Linked DNA regions of Oryctolagus cuniculus: region 2 is linked to region 1. The links are chromatin contacts, called in public Micro-C maps. All regions are on one chromosome and are shown on one strand. Each heading gives the region's core, a stretch centred on a gene start, on an enhancer-like site or on the middle of the called end of the contact. The rest is flanking DNA. Distances are from core to core; before and after follow the strand shown. Region 1 overlaps HIVEP1 (HIVEP zinc finger 1). Region 2 has its middle 81 kb from the start of ADTRP.

Evidence for each region. A called contact is a pair of places that touch in the nucleus more often than the background predicts.
Region 2: a Micro-C map of ear pinna shows a contact between it and region 1, with 2.4 times the contacts expected there. The contact joins two enhancer-like sites. A contact is called at or near these places in 2 of 6 Hi-C or Micro-C datasets (ear pinna and an unstated tissue).

The regions. Positions count from the first base shown.
Region 1 is chr5:158,529,427-158,535,482 of mOryCun1.1, reverse strand. All of the region lies in intron 2 of HIVEP1 (HIVEP zinc finger 1), which reads left to right. Among named protein-coding and RNA genes, the nearest start is that of HIVEP1, 45 kb to the left of the region's middle. Within about 2 kb of position 2,457, at least 2 of the 8 cell types and tissues checked have an H3K27ac peak or open chromatin away from gene starts, as enhancers often do.
Region 2 is chr5:158,865,200-158,871,255 of mOryCun1.1, reverse strand. No RefSeq gene overlaps it. Among named protein-coding and RNA genes, the nearest start is that of ADTRP, 81 kb to the right of the region's middle. Within about 2 kb of position 2,350, at least 2 of the 8 cell types and tissues checked have an H3K27ac peak or open chromatin away from gene starts, as enhancers often do.

The sequences.
Region 1 (6,056 bases), core at 1,208-3,707:
TATTGAGAGGAATGGTGCTTTTCATAGTGGGTGTCAATAAGGTGAAAGATACTTTTTAAAAAGATTTTTATTTATTAGAGAGGCAGAGTTACAGACAGAGAGGGAGAGACAGAGAGAAAAGTCATCCATCCGCTGGTTCACTCCCCAGTTGGCTGCACCAGCCAGAGTTGCATCGAACCAAAGCCAGGAGCCAGGAGCTAGGAGCTTCTTCTCAGTCTCCCACGTGGGTGCAGGGGCCCAAGCACTTGGGCCATCTTCTGCTGCCTCCCCAGGCCAGCAGAGAGCTGGATCAGAAGTGGAGCAGCTGGGTCTCAACCAGCGCCCATATAGGATGCTGGCACTGCAGGTGGCGGCTTTACCTGCTAGGCCACATGCGCCGGCCCCATACGGAAGGCTTTTAATACATAAACTTTACCCAATTCTCTGTGAATGAGTACAGATAGCCAAAAATCTTGTTTTGTCCACTTGCCTGGGTCATAAACGCTATGAACTCATGGACAGAGAGACAGAAGAATGACTCTCCACTGATTCGGGACTCCCTCGAAACCTGTCACTTGCTAGGCGCTGGTGACGGTATAGATCAGTCTCCGAGAACATGGGAGCTCTGCCCGGCACCTTCTGTCCTGTCCTTATGTCCCTGCCACTGTCCCAGACTCCAAGCCATCCTTCCCAGCAGCCCAGTGGCACATCCCGTTATCTGCAAGGGAGCGGCTGCACAGCCCAGACCCCGTGTGGGAGCTCTGTGCTGCTGTGACCGGGAGCTGGGAGTGCCGGGGCTGCAAGCCCCTCCAGGGTGGGTTGCGTATACTGGGCGAGTGCGCTGGACCAGGGGATGACCACTGTCCTGAGCAGGAGGGAGGGGCCGGCTGGAGGTTTCATCACGCTGCTCAGAACACTGAGCAATCGAAAAGTTGCATTTCTGGAACTTCTTGTTTAATGTTTCTGGACTGCAGCTGACTGCGGACAACTGAAACTTCAGAAAGTGAAACTGTGGATAAGAGGATGCCTGCTATTTTAGGAAGCCCTGAGGGGCTTAGAACCCTGTGTGTGCTAGATAAGCCTGAACATCCGCCTGTGCAAATGAGGAGGGAGGCAGTGCCTGCTGCTCCTGGTGCTGGACACAGGGAGCCAGCCCCAGGGCCAGGCACTTGCTCCCTGAATCTGTCGCCCTCCAGCCTCTGGCTGGGTGGGTCATTTGCGCATCTGAATGGGGTGGGTGGCCTGTGTCTTCTTGCTTTCTGTCTTTGCTCCTACCCTTGCAGCCAGATTTGCTCCTGCTGTCAGCCTCTGTCTGTTGGTGAAGTTGGAAATGGTGGGGGCAAGGCACCTGGTGGGAACCACAAGCCAGACGCTTAGGTGTATCCCTGGCCAGTGGATGGACACCATTTCTAGGCTGCTCGGTGAAGTGTGTGTGTGTGTGTGTGTGTGTGTGTGTTATTTCGCCTCTTTGATCTTACACCTTTATCTCTTCTCTTGCCACGGTGTTGATCGGTGTTGCCAGTGACTCCAGGAATGATAGGATTACATACTTGCTCCATCCTGATACACACACATCAATTTCCGCCTAACACCACCATCAGCATTTTTCTGCATTTTCTTTGATCTTTTGCATGTGTCCCCCTAAGGCTAGAGTTAATTGATGGGATTCAATACCACCCTGTTCCTCTCTGTGTGGTTGTGCCCCAGTTCAGTACATACTGAAATTCATTGGCCATATTTTATTTTTTGATCTTTAGAGATTGTTTTTATTTTATGATTATGCAAATTTAGTTAGTCCCATAGGGAAATCCAGAAATATTGTCGAAGAAGTCTACCTTCTCTCTCTGTTCTCCAGTAAGAAACAATTTTAAAATATCATATTGTCTTTCCAAAATATCGTATTGTCTTATTATGTGTATGTGTAACATATAAGCTGTATGTTACATAGATCTATATTGCTGCATGATTTTTAGGTGAAATATAAGCCTGTAAGAATGAGTATGTATATTGACTGATAGTTTATATTCCCAAAGGAGAGAATCTGGCGCAGTTGCCATTTATGTACCAACAAGCAGATTCTAACCATTTTTACCAGTGGGAAGGAGGCTGTGGGGGAGTCTGGAGCATGAAAGGGTGTTACTAAGTTACTTTTTTGGATGGACTGCAGTGTTCATTTGTTAGTTTTGAACCTTCATAAATTCATATTCACTTTGCTTCTCTACTTTTGTGTAGTTAGCATCTCCATCTGTAATTACACTTCAGCAGTCTTGGGAGAGAGCCTCCGTGGCTTTCTGAAAAGCTGTTATTTTATATGAACTGGCCCAGATGAGTTACGGGAGGAACTGACCTCTCTGCTTTCAAAATGAGTTCAGACACGGCGAGGGGACTTTCCAAATGAGTAAGGCATGTGGTGGTGGTGTGCGGTGAGCCAGCCCAGCTCGTAGGGACGGCGACAGCTGGCGCTAGCTTGTGAACCGTGCCTTTAGGTTGAGAGCAGTCTGGAAACTCTCCGGCTTCCATTTGCACATAGCTGCAGATGAGTAGAGAGATGTCTTTGGATGGCACCAAAGCCGTGGTGCGTCCAGACAGACGGTGGATGTGGAGTGGTTGCTCTCTTTGGTTGGCTTGTGTTGACCTGGCAAGCACACACGTCTACATAACGTAAGGCAGCTACAGGAAACACCTGAAGGGGGCAGATACGTATTCTACACCCAGGGATCGCTTGGTGTTTTTATTAACTTATTTTACTGTCTTAAATACTATATTTTAAAACCATGCTGCCTGTAGTACATGAAGCAGTTGCACTCATTTCTGCCCGTTGAGTGTGTAAAGTAGGCACTGACCTGCCTGCTTCCCGCTTCAGAGCTCCGTGGGTCAGTCCCTGGCTCTGTTTCTGACTTCAGCTTCCTCCTGCCACAGACCTGGGACGCAGAGTAATGGCTCAGGGCATTGGGTCCTTCTCTCCCACATGGATGGAGTGCCTGGCTCCTGGCCTTGGCCTGGCCTGCCCCTGGCTGTTGTCAGCATTTTGAGATTGAACTAGCAGATGGGATCTCATTTGTGCACATTCTCTCTCTCTCTCTCTCTCTCTCTCTCTCTCTCTCTCTCTTTCTCCACACTGCCCAATACATTATAAAAATTTTAACTTATTTGGCCAGTTTAGAAATCTGTGACAATGACTATGAGTGCTAACATACTTTGACTATTGACTATCTGGTATATTAAATCCGTTATCTCTTTCAGGAATTAAAACCATCTTGGGAGGCAGATGGTACTATTTAAATTTCTTTCTTCCTTTCTTTTTTGGGAGGGAAAAAACTGAGATGAGAGAGTAGTCACTTGCCTCATATCTTGCATCTGGTAAATGGCAGAACCAGGAATCGAGCCTCAGTTTCTCAGAGAGCGAGAGTGAGAGCGAGAGGGAGAGAAGCCTACTAAATCCAGCGCACTGTGTTGCCACACGTTACTTTCTTTTCTTGTCCTAAAATGAAAAGCAAGGAACTCATGTCAGCAGAGTAAGACCAGGTAACAATTTATAAACTAGGAATTTTAGTTGATAGGACAATTGTTCCTGTGCTTTGCAAATGCATACTAAAATGGTTAGTAAATGCTACCTTTGGAAGACGTGCTCGGAAAGCAATTTCTTGGAGTGAAGGTGGAGATTCTTATCACTGCAGTTTTTTAAATAATTTGATTTTCATGATTGGAAAAGCTGTGTAGTCCTGTAATTGACCGTGCGCCGTTACATAGCACAACTGTGATTTTCAGAAGACCGCTCCGTGATGCTGCTTTAATTCACATCTCCTTTCTGGGGAAAACCTAAAATGCTGCGTGTCCATAGCGTGCGGTGCTCGAGAATGAAGGTTTGCAAGAGACGAAGCATGAAGTTATTGTGAAATTTTCCTAATGGACCAGGGTGTTCTGTATGCAGGCGTGTTCTGTGGCCTGCGCAGCTGCGGTGAGCGTTGAGAGATCCTGACTGTCCATCATGGTGTGTTTAAAAACAAGGGTGGGATTTGCTTCCAGCCAAAATAAAAGCCACAGATTTCCAAAGGTGACAAATAAGAGAAGCAGATAGAAATGTGTCGTGAGCCTCCGGAAAATAATTTATCACAAGAGACATCATTAATTGTAAAGCAGCCTGAATGTTAGGATGTAGCAGAAAAACATAGAGATCACAGTTTCAAGGGACAGCAGTCCCCTGGGAATACTCCAAGGCCTTGGCGGGGCGTGGTGGGGCGCACTCAGGGCTGGGTTTGGGCAGCAGGGGTTCCCTGTCCTGACTGACATGGGGTGGGGCTGGGACAACAGGCTGCTTCAGCCAGGCTGGGTGTGGAGAGGAAAGCAGACACTCATTGCCTTCTCCCAGCCCTGACAGCTCCCCACGAAAACAAGGAGTGACGTGGAAACAAGAGGGAGAAGCGCGTGGCAGCTTCGCTTCCTCTCCAGAGCGGGCACTGTTACAGGATGAGCGTCCGGGGGTGCGGTGCTGGCTGTGTGTCTGAGGTCGTTATTTGTCCAGTCTGAAACTCACAGGTGGGGTCACAGAAAGACAGTGCACATTTGCATCATCCGATGTGTGGAGATAGGGGCTGTGGCTGGGCAGCAGCGGACAAGCGGGTCCGCCTTCCCGGGTCCACTCGGGTAGGGTCTGTGCATAGCTCGAAGCTCTCAGCAAGGCGGAGCGCCAGCCCTGCATGCGTTTACTTTAATCTAGCCGTTGTGATGCAGTCTGAGGTGTTTGCCTGGTAACTGCATAAATAATTGGATTGATATCCATGATTTACATTTTGGAATGGTTATATTGCGCATCTCTTGCTCCACCTCTAAATGTAGATTTCCAAGAAAACGTATTTTTTTAACACACATATATAGCAGAAAAAAATTGTGTGTGTGTATGTGTGTGTGTGTGTGTGTTTATAAATAAGAAAATTTGGAAGGTCCACACTCATAGAAATTATACTCACTTGTAATGGTACCAATAAGAGTAACTATTAATTTGATGTATTGCATTTTTAGGTGTATCTTTGTGTGTGTATACACACACACACACACACACACATAGGTGTCTAAGCCTGCCAATTTATGTACCTGTATGTATGCACATATAATTGGACTTGTATAAATTTTAAAACAGTTGGTACATACTGTATAACTGCCCCAGTGTTGCCCAGCACTGGTATTTCTCAGTGTCATTAAAATTTCTTATAGACAGCAATTTCAGGTAACTTCACAGTATTGCCTTATCTGAGTTTACTAGCTAACATTCTCTTGCTGTTACATGATTAGTTTTTCATTTTATCTAATGGTTATGTCATGGAAGCTTTTAACTTTTCTAATTAAGTTAAGGTGTGTGATTTGCTGACATGGCATATTGGTCAAAATTGTTCTGCTTCACTGCGTTCTTAAATTTGTATTTATGAAATGCATGGAGTTTGTATACCTTAAATAAAAGGTTTAAAGGGAAAAAAAAAAAAGCAAACTGTAATGCCTCTTATTCACTAAGAGTCTGAACATTTCCTGAGGACTAATATCAGGATTGTAATATTCCATTTTTATAGTTATTCTGCAATAATTTTAAGAAAAAATTCTCTACACTCAAAGTCAAAAGGTTTCTGGAAAAATAGAATTAAAATGTTTATTTTGGTGTAAGAAATCCTGAAGTCTGTGTATAATTTGTTCATAATATGCATTTTCCGTGAACTCTTTGAAGACCCCTCCTCACATACATGGGTTGCAGCATTCTTTTGCAACAACATAAACTTACCTTGTAATTCCATTTTCCATGGCCTTGTCAGCAGTCTCCAATGTTAGCTTTGTTAACCCTGGTTAGCTTCGGCCTGATCTTTCAGGAGCTGTAGGTGGAGCTGCTTCCTGCTCTCAGAACGGGGCAGACCAGCCCCTCTCTGTAAGGCCGCCTGCTTCCTGAGCAGGAGTTAAAGTGAGCGCCGAGGATGGTACTTAACAAGGCGCATGCACTGGGGAGAAAAGGAAATTCTTCAGTTAAAGTCATCCTCATGAACTCTGTGATCTTTTGGAGGTTCTGTTTAAAATAGTAAGTCTCGCTGCTTGATAGG
Region 2 (6,056 bases), core at 1,101-3,600, 340 kb before region 1:
TGTGAATGTGTGTGCGTGTGTGTATGTGTGTGTTAATGTGTATGTGTGTGAATGTGTGTATGTGTGTGTGAATGTGTATGTGTGTGTGAATGTGTGTGTATGTGTGTGTGTATGTGTGTGAATGTTTATGTGTATGTGAATGTGTGTGCGTGTGTGTATGTGTGTGTGAATGTGTATGTGTGTGTGAATGTGTGTGTATGTGTGTGAATGTGTGTATGTGTGTGAATATGTATGTGTGTGAATGTGTGTGTGTGTGTGAATGTGTATGTGTGTATGTATATGTGTGTGAATGTGTATGTGTGTGTTTATGTGTATTTGTGTGTATATGTGTATGTGTGTGAATGTGTGTGTGTGTGAATGTGTATGTGTGTGTGTGAATGTGTGTGTATGTGTGTGAATGTGTATGTGTGTGTGAATGTGTATATGTGTGTGTGTGTGAATGTGTGTGTTTTCCCCTCCTCTCCATTGCGTTTACTTGACAACCGTAGGGGCACCCTGCCAGGTCATGCTGTTACAGGATGAAGGGATTGAAACTCAGCCACTGTGCTTTCAACAAGCCATCCCCAAGTATTGAGCAGGGCCTGACTGTCTGTTAACTGCAGCATGAATTCATCTCTGTGCTCTGTAATGCAAGGGCTGCTTGGGATTTGTTCCCTGGTGCTGGATGGGAAGAAGAAGGAGGCTTCCCTTCAGGTAATGCCTACTGAGGTTGTGCTATGCGGTGACATTTTAATGCCTTACAGAAACTTAAGGGGTTAAAAAGACTTAGGATTTCTGGAGTGTATTCTATAGATAATTTTTATTGTCTTCCTTCATTTTTATTTTTCGTTTTAACTTCAAGTCAGGGAATGGGTATTTCAACATGGGCCTTGGGACCCTCTTGATATGTGAAATCATGCCAACAAGAGATGAGTTTCCCTCGCATTAACATCTTTTGATTCCTGGTTCCACCATCAGCTCCCTTGTGCTCTGTAATTTAACACTAAATCTACTGGGCTCACAAATTATAACCTATAAAGTCTTTCATTGGATTAATAGAGACTTTGAGTTAAGAGAGCAGAGGAAGAAATGGATGTTTATTGAGTGTCGACACTCGGCTAAATGTTCCAGGTCCATTATTATCACTATCCATCCTCACAGTAACTTTAAAGTATGTATTGTACCTCCAATTTATATATGAAGAAACCAGCTCTGAAAGGTTGAATGAGTCACCCAAGACTGTAAATGCTGCGGAAACGAAACTAATTGAATTCAGAGTGCCTGTAAAGCGCACAGTCTTTCACTCTGACATTTTAGTAGCCTCAGAGTGTGAGCTAATACTTTGAGCTTTCTTTCTTCATTGCGTATCACCCTCTCTTCAAGCCATTCAGGGTCTTCCTTAGTGGAGCTTTAAGTCAGCATATTCCTTGCTCTTCAGTGTCTACTGGGAGTGTGGCTTAATGGCAATTACAGCCACACCACAGGGTGCACCATGATGTGATAGGAAGAGGAGGATAGTGTCACTGCAGTCCCCGCCCTCCACAGTGTTGTGCGCAGTGACGAGACCCTTGCAGGTCTTTTGTAGTAACTTTGATGGTTTGGCCATGCTACGCTTTTCATTCCAACTACTGAGAGAGCCTCCATATCTAGAAGCCTTCAGGTAAGCACAGTGTATTTTTGGGATACAGGATCAGTGACTGGGACCCTTACTGTGAATTCTTTAGCATCAAACATCTACACTGAGCTTGCATAATGCTGGATCTTGCTTTCAAGAGTGACCCACAGCCTAGAGGGAACACGCGTATGGATTTCCCGTGACTCCTCCACATCTTCTTATCCAAGTGCCCTGGTAAACAATGTCACATGGGAAGGATGGCATTGAGAGATGGCCTGTAAAATCTGTAGCTCTTCAAAAAAAAAAATAGTGGCTTCAGCAGCTCATTCAGGAAGCCATGCCCAAGACAATGGCCTTGTTAGCATCACTATCCACGATGAAGCTGTGCCCAACACAAACCTCTGCAGCCCAGATCGGGCCCCTTGGATCCAGTCTCTAGGGCAGAGTATTTCAGAGTGCCAGTTCCTCTCCCTGTCACATGTAGAACAGTCTCAAAAATTCGTTCTCAAAGCAACACTCACACATCAGGGTTTTCTTCCTGAAATCTTTTCCACTGAATGGGTTCATCTGAGGGTGGACAGACTGCTGTTTCCTTGATTAGATGATGTAGGATTTCAGGAGAGTCTTGAATGAAGAGAGGAGAGATTTTGGCAAGAGGAAGCTGCAAGATTATTATAGGCTTATGAGTCACAGGGACTGCAGGCAAGCGATGCAGAGGGAGGCAAATGAGTGAGGGCGGGCGCAGAGCTGAGCTGGAGGCAGACTGAGAGGAAGGAAGTGAGGCCCGGGGAAGCAGAGAGAGGAGTGTGCTAGCCAGAGCTTTGCAGGGAGGCAGCACCAATAGGATGTGTGTACTTGTAGACAGAGAGTTCCTGTAAGGAATCGGCCCACGTTGTGCTAGGGACTGGCCAGTCCGAAATCTGCAGGTTGGAGAGCCCACATTGCAGTTTTAGTCTGAAAGCCAGCTGCTGGCATAATTCCCACAAGGACATGCACTGCTCTCCAGCAGTCCGGGTCCTGCCACCAGGCGAGTTGGGGTCTACAGGTAGACATGAGAAAGCCTGACCAGAACCCTGCCAAGGCCTCCAGGCAGCAACGGACCACAGTCACAGCACCTTGAGTCTCATCCCTCCAGTTTGCTCTCTCTCCCTCTGAAGGAGCTGACCATCTGCTACCCTGAGTGGCATCACTCTCCAGCCACCCAGTGTCCGTGCTGTCACAAGCCTTTCAGATAAGGTCAAGATGCCTAGCACGATGCCCAGCAGGGGAACTCCTAAGGAAGAGAAAGGGGTGATGTAGCACAAGTTCCAAGCGTTGACTCCCTACTAATTTGTAAATGGATCAAAGCTCGCTTATTTTGCCATTTTGTGCAGAAAATGCCTTATGACAGCTGTGCCCAGACTGCCCATCAAGCCCAGGCTGGAGTCCTGCATGTAAACTGCCCTAATAAAATCTTTCATTCTTATATATTCTTCCTTCTTCAATCTTCAACCTCAGGGTTGCATCTCAGTTTTGGGGACTTTATCTGTTCTACCAACACTCAGACACCTCCAGGTCACGACAGGAGCCTGCCCCACACTCTGCCTCAAAGTCACCCCTACTGTTGAGTCAGTCATGCCCCCAAGTTTGCTAAGCAGCTAGTACTATGGTACCAAAGTGCACCTGTTGGAAACTTAATTCCCAGTGCAGCAGTGTTGGGGGTGGGAACTTCAAGAGGCTATTAGGTCACGAGGGTTCTGTCTTCATGAATGGATAAATATCCAGCCTGTGGCACAGCAGATTAAGCAGCAGCCTACAGTGCCAGCATCCCACATGGGCACCAGTTCAATTGTGGCTTTTCCACTTCTATTCCAGCTCCCTGTTAATGCACCTGAGAAAGCAGTGGAAGATGGCCCAAGTCCCTGGGCTCCTGGGCCATGTGGGAGACCTGGAAGAAACTCCAGGCTCCTGGTTTCAGCCAGGTACAGCCCTGGCCATTAAGGCCATTTGGAGAGTGAACCAGTGGTTGCAAGATCTCACTTTCTCTCCTTCTCTCTCTGTATCTCTGCCTTTCAAACAAATTAAAAAAAAAATGGACTAATAGGACAGTTGCTGTGGAGTGGTGGATAAAGCCGCTGCCTGATGTGCCAGCATTCCATATGGGAGATGGTTTGAGTCCTGGCTGCTCCACTTCTGATCCATTTCCTATTAATGTACCTGGAAAAGCAATGGAGGGTGGCCCAAGTCCTTGGGCTTCTGCCATCCATGTGGGAGACCTCACTGAAGCTCCTGGTTCCTGGCTTCCATACCTGAATGTTGTGGCCACTAGGGTAGTGAACCCAAAAGGAACCTGCCTGTTGAACCCTCTCTTTGTCTCTCCCTCTCTTTCCCCTCTCTTATTCTCTCTCTCTGTAGCTCTACTTTTCAAATAAACAAATAAAACCTTAAACAAGAGAAAATGTGGAATATATACACGGTACAATTCTGCTCAGCCATAAAAAATAGGATGAAATTCTGTCTTTTCAAGAAAATAAATACAACTGGAAACTATTATGCTTAGCGAAATAAACTAGCACCAAAATGACAAATGTCATGTTTTCTCTGATTTGTGGTACCTAATACACAGAATACAAAAAAAAAGCCTTAATGTATGTGAGTGAAATTTATATCTTGTAATTTGTTTATTTCATAGTGCTTATCTACATTTCTGTGAAGCATTGGTCTTTCTGCTTCTCACTGGTGGAATTCTTTATCAAGATGAGCATTAGGCCTGTGATCATAAAGTAAACTGAAAGTATGTTACTGTAAAAAATTAGAAGAAAAAAAATAAAGGAAGGAAGGTGGAAGGTGGAAGTATCATTATCTTCTTAGAATGTTATCTATGACATACATGAATACTCTTTATATTAGGTTAAAATTATTATAAAAAGTTTGGGCTTGTTCATGAACGTGACTCTTGTTTTCTCAGTCGCTGTATATGCTTTCTTGTACTTCTACACTGCACCATGGACGACACAGCAAGAATGACCTCATTAGATGTGGGCTCCAGTCTTGGGTTCCCGTCTGCCAGAACTGTAAGAATTAAATTTCTGTTCTTTAGGCCGGTGCCGCTGCTCAATAGGCTAATCTTCCGCCTGCAGCACCAGCACCCCGGGTTCTAGTCCCGTTCGGGGCGCCAGATTCTGTCCCGGTTGCTCATCTTTCAGTCTAGCTCTCTGATGTGGCCCAGGAGTGCAGTGGAGGATGGCCCAAGTGCTTGGGCCCTGCACCCACATGGGAGGGTAGGAGAAGCACCTGGCTCCTGGCTTCAGATCAGCATGGTGCACTGGCCACGACGGCCATTGTGGGGTGAACCAATGGAAAAAGGAAGATCTTTCTCTTTGTCTCTCTCTCTCACTGTCTACTCTACCTGTCAAAAAAAAATTTCTGTTCTTTATAAATTACCTAGTTGGGGTCAGCATTGTGCCACACGCTACCTGTGGTGCCAGCACCCCATAGGAATGCTGGTTTGAGTCCCAGCTGCTCCACTTCTGATTCAGTTCCCTATTAATGTGCTTGGGAAAGTAGCAGAGGATGGCCTAACTGCTTGGGCCCCTGAACCCAGATGGAGTTCCTGGCCCTTGGCTTTAGCCTGGCCCAGTCTTGGCCATTGAGGGCATTTGGGGAGTGAACCAGAGGGTGGAAGATCTCTCTCCCTCTCCCTCTCTCTCATTGTCTCTCTCCTCTCTCTAGATATGACTTTCAAATAAATAAATAAATCTTTTTAAAAAATATAAATAAACTACCTAGTCTCAGGTATTCTTTTAGAGCAGCAAGAAACAGAGGTAACTGGGAAATGACTGCTTAAGGCAGCTAGGAAAGAAGGCATCAGCTCTCCTAGGCATTGTTCAAAACGACACAAAGACCTCAGTTGCTGCCATATCCAAGGGGAGTTCTCAAACAACAGAAATCAAGGTGATTTACAATCTTGGCTGCAGTTTGGAATGGCCTTGAAGCGCTTTTAATCCACTTTATAGCCCAAATGGACTCATAACCTTTGGAGGAGCAATCTAGGTGTAGGTATTTTTTTATAAACTCTCAGGTAACAAATACTGAATAGTTCTGCCATATATCCCTGTCTTAGTCTATTTTCTGTTGCTACAACAAAACAGTGAGACTGGGTAATTTATAAAGCTTATAAACTTACTTAGATCACAGTTCTGAACGCTGGGAAGTCCAAGTGCAGGGCGCCAGTTCTGGGCCTTGTGTGGCATTGTAACATGTGTGTGGCCATCACACAGTGAGACAGAGCAAGTATGCTAACTTCACTCTCTCTTCCTTGTCTTACAACCCACAAATGCCAATATGGAGTCCCCGCAGTCACCTAATCCTAATTCCTTCCCAAAAATCCTGCTGCCGAACACCATCCACATAGGACTTCTGGGGCTCAGTTCCCAACACACGCACTTCTAGGAGCGCGGTAAAACCATTGCCATCCCTTAGC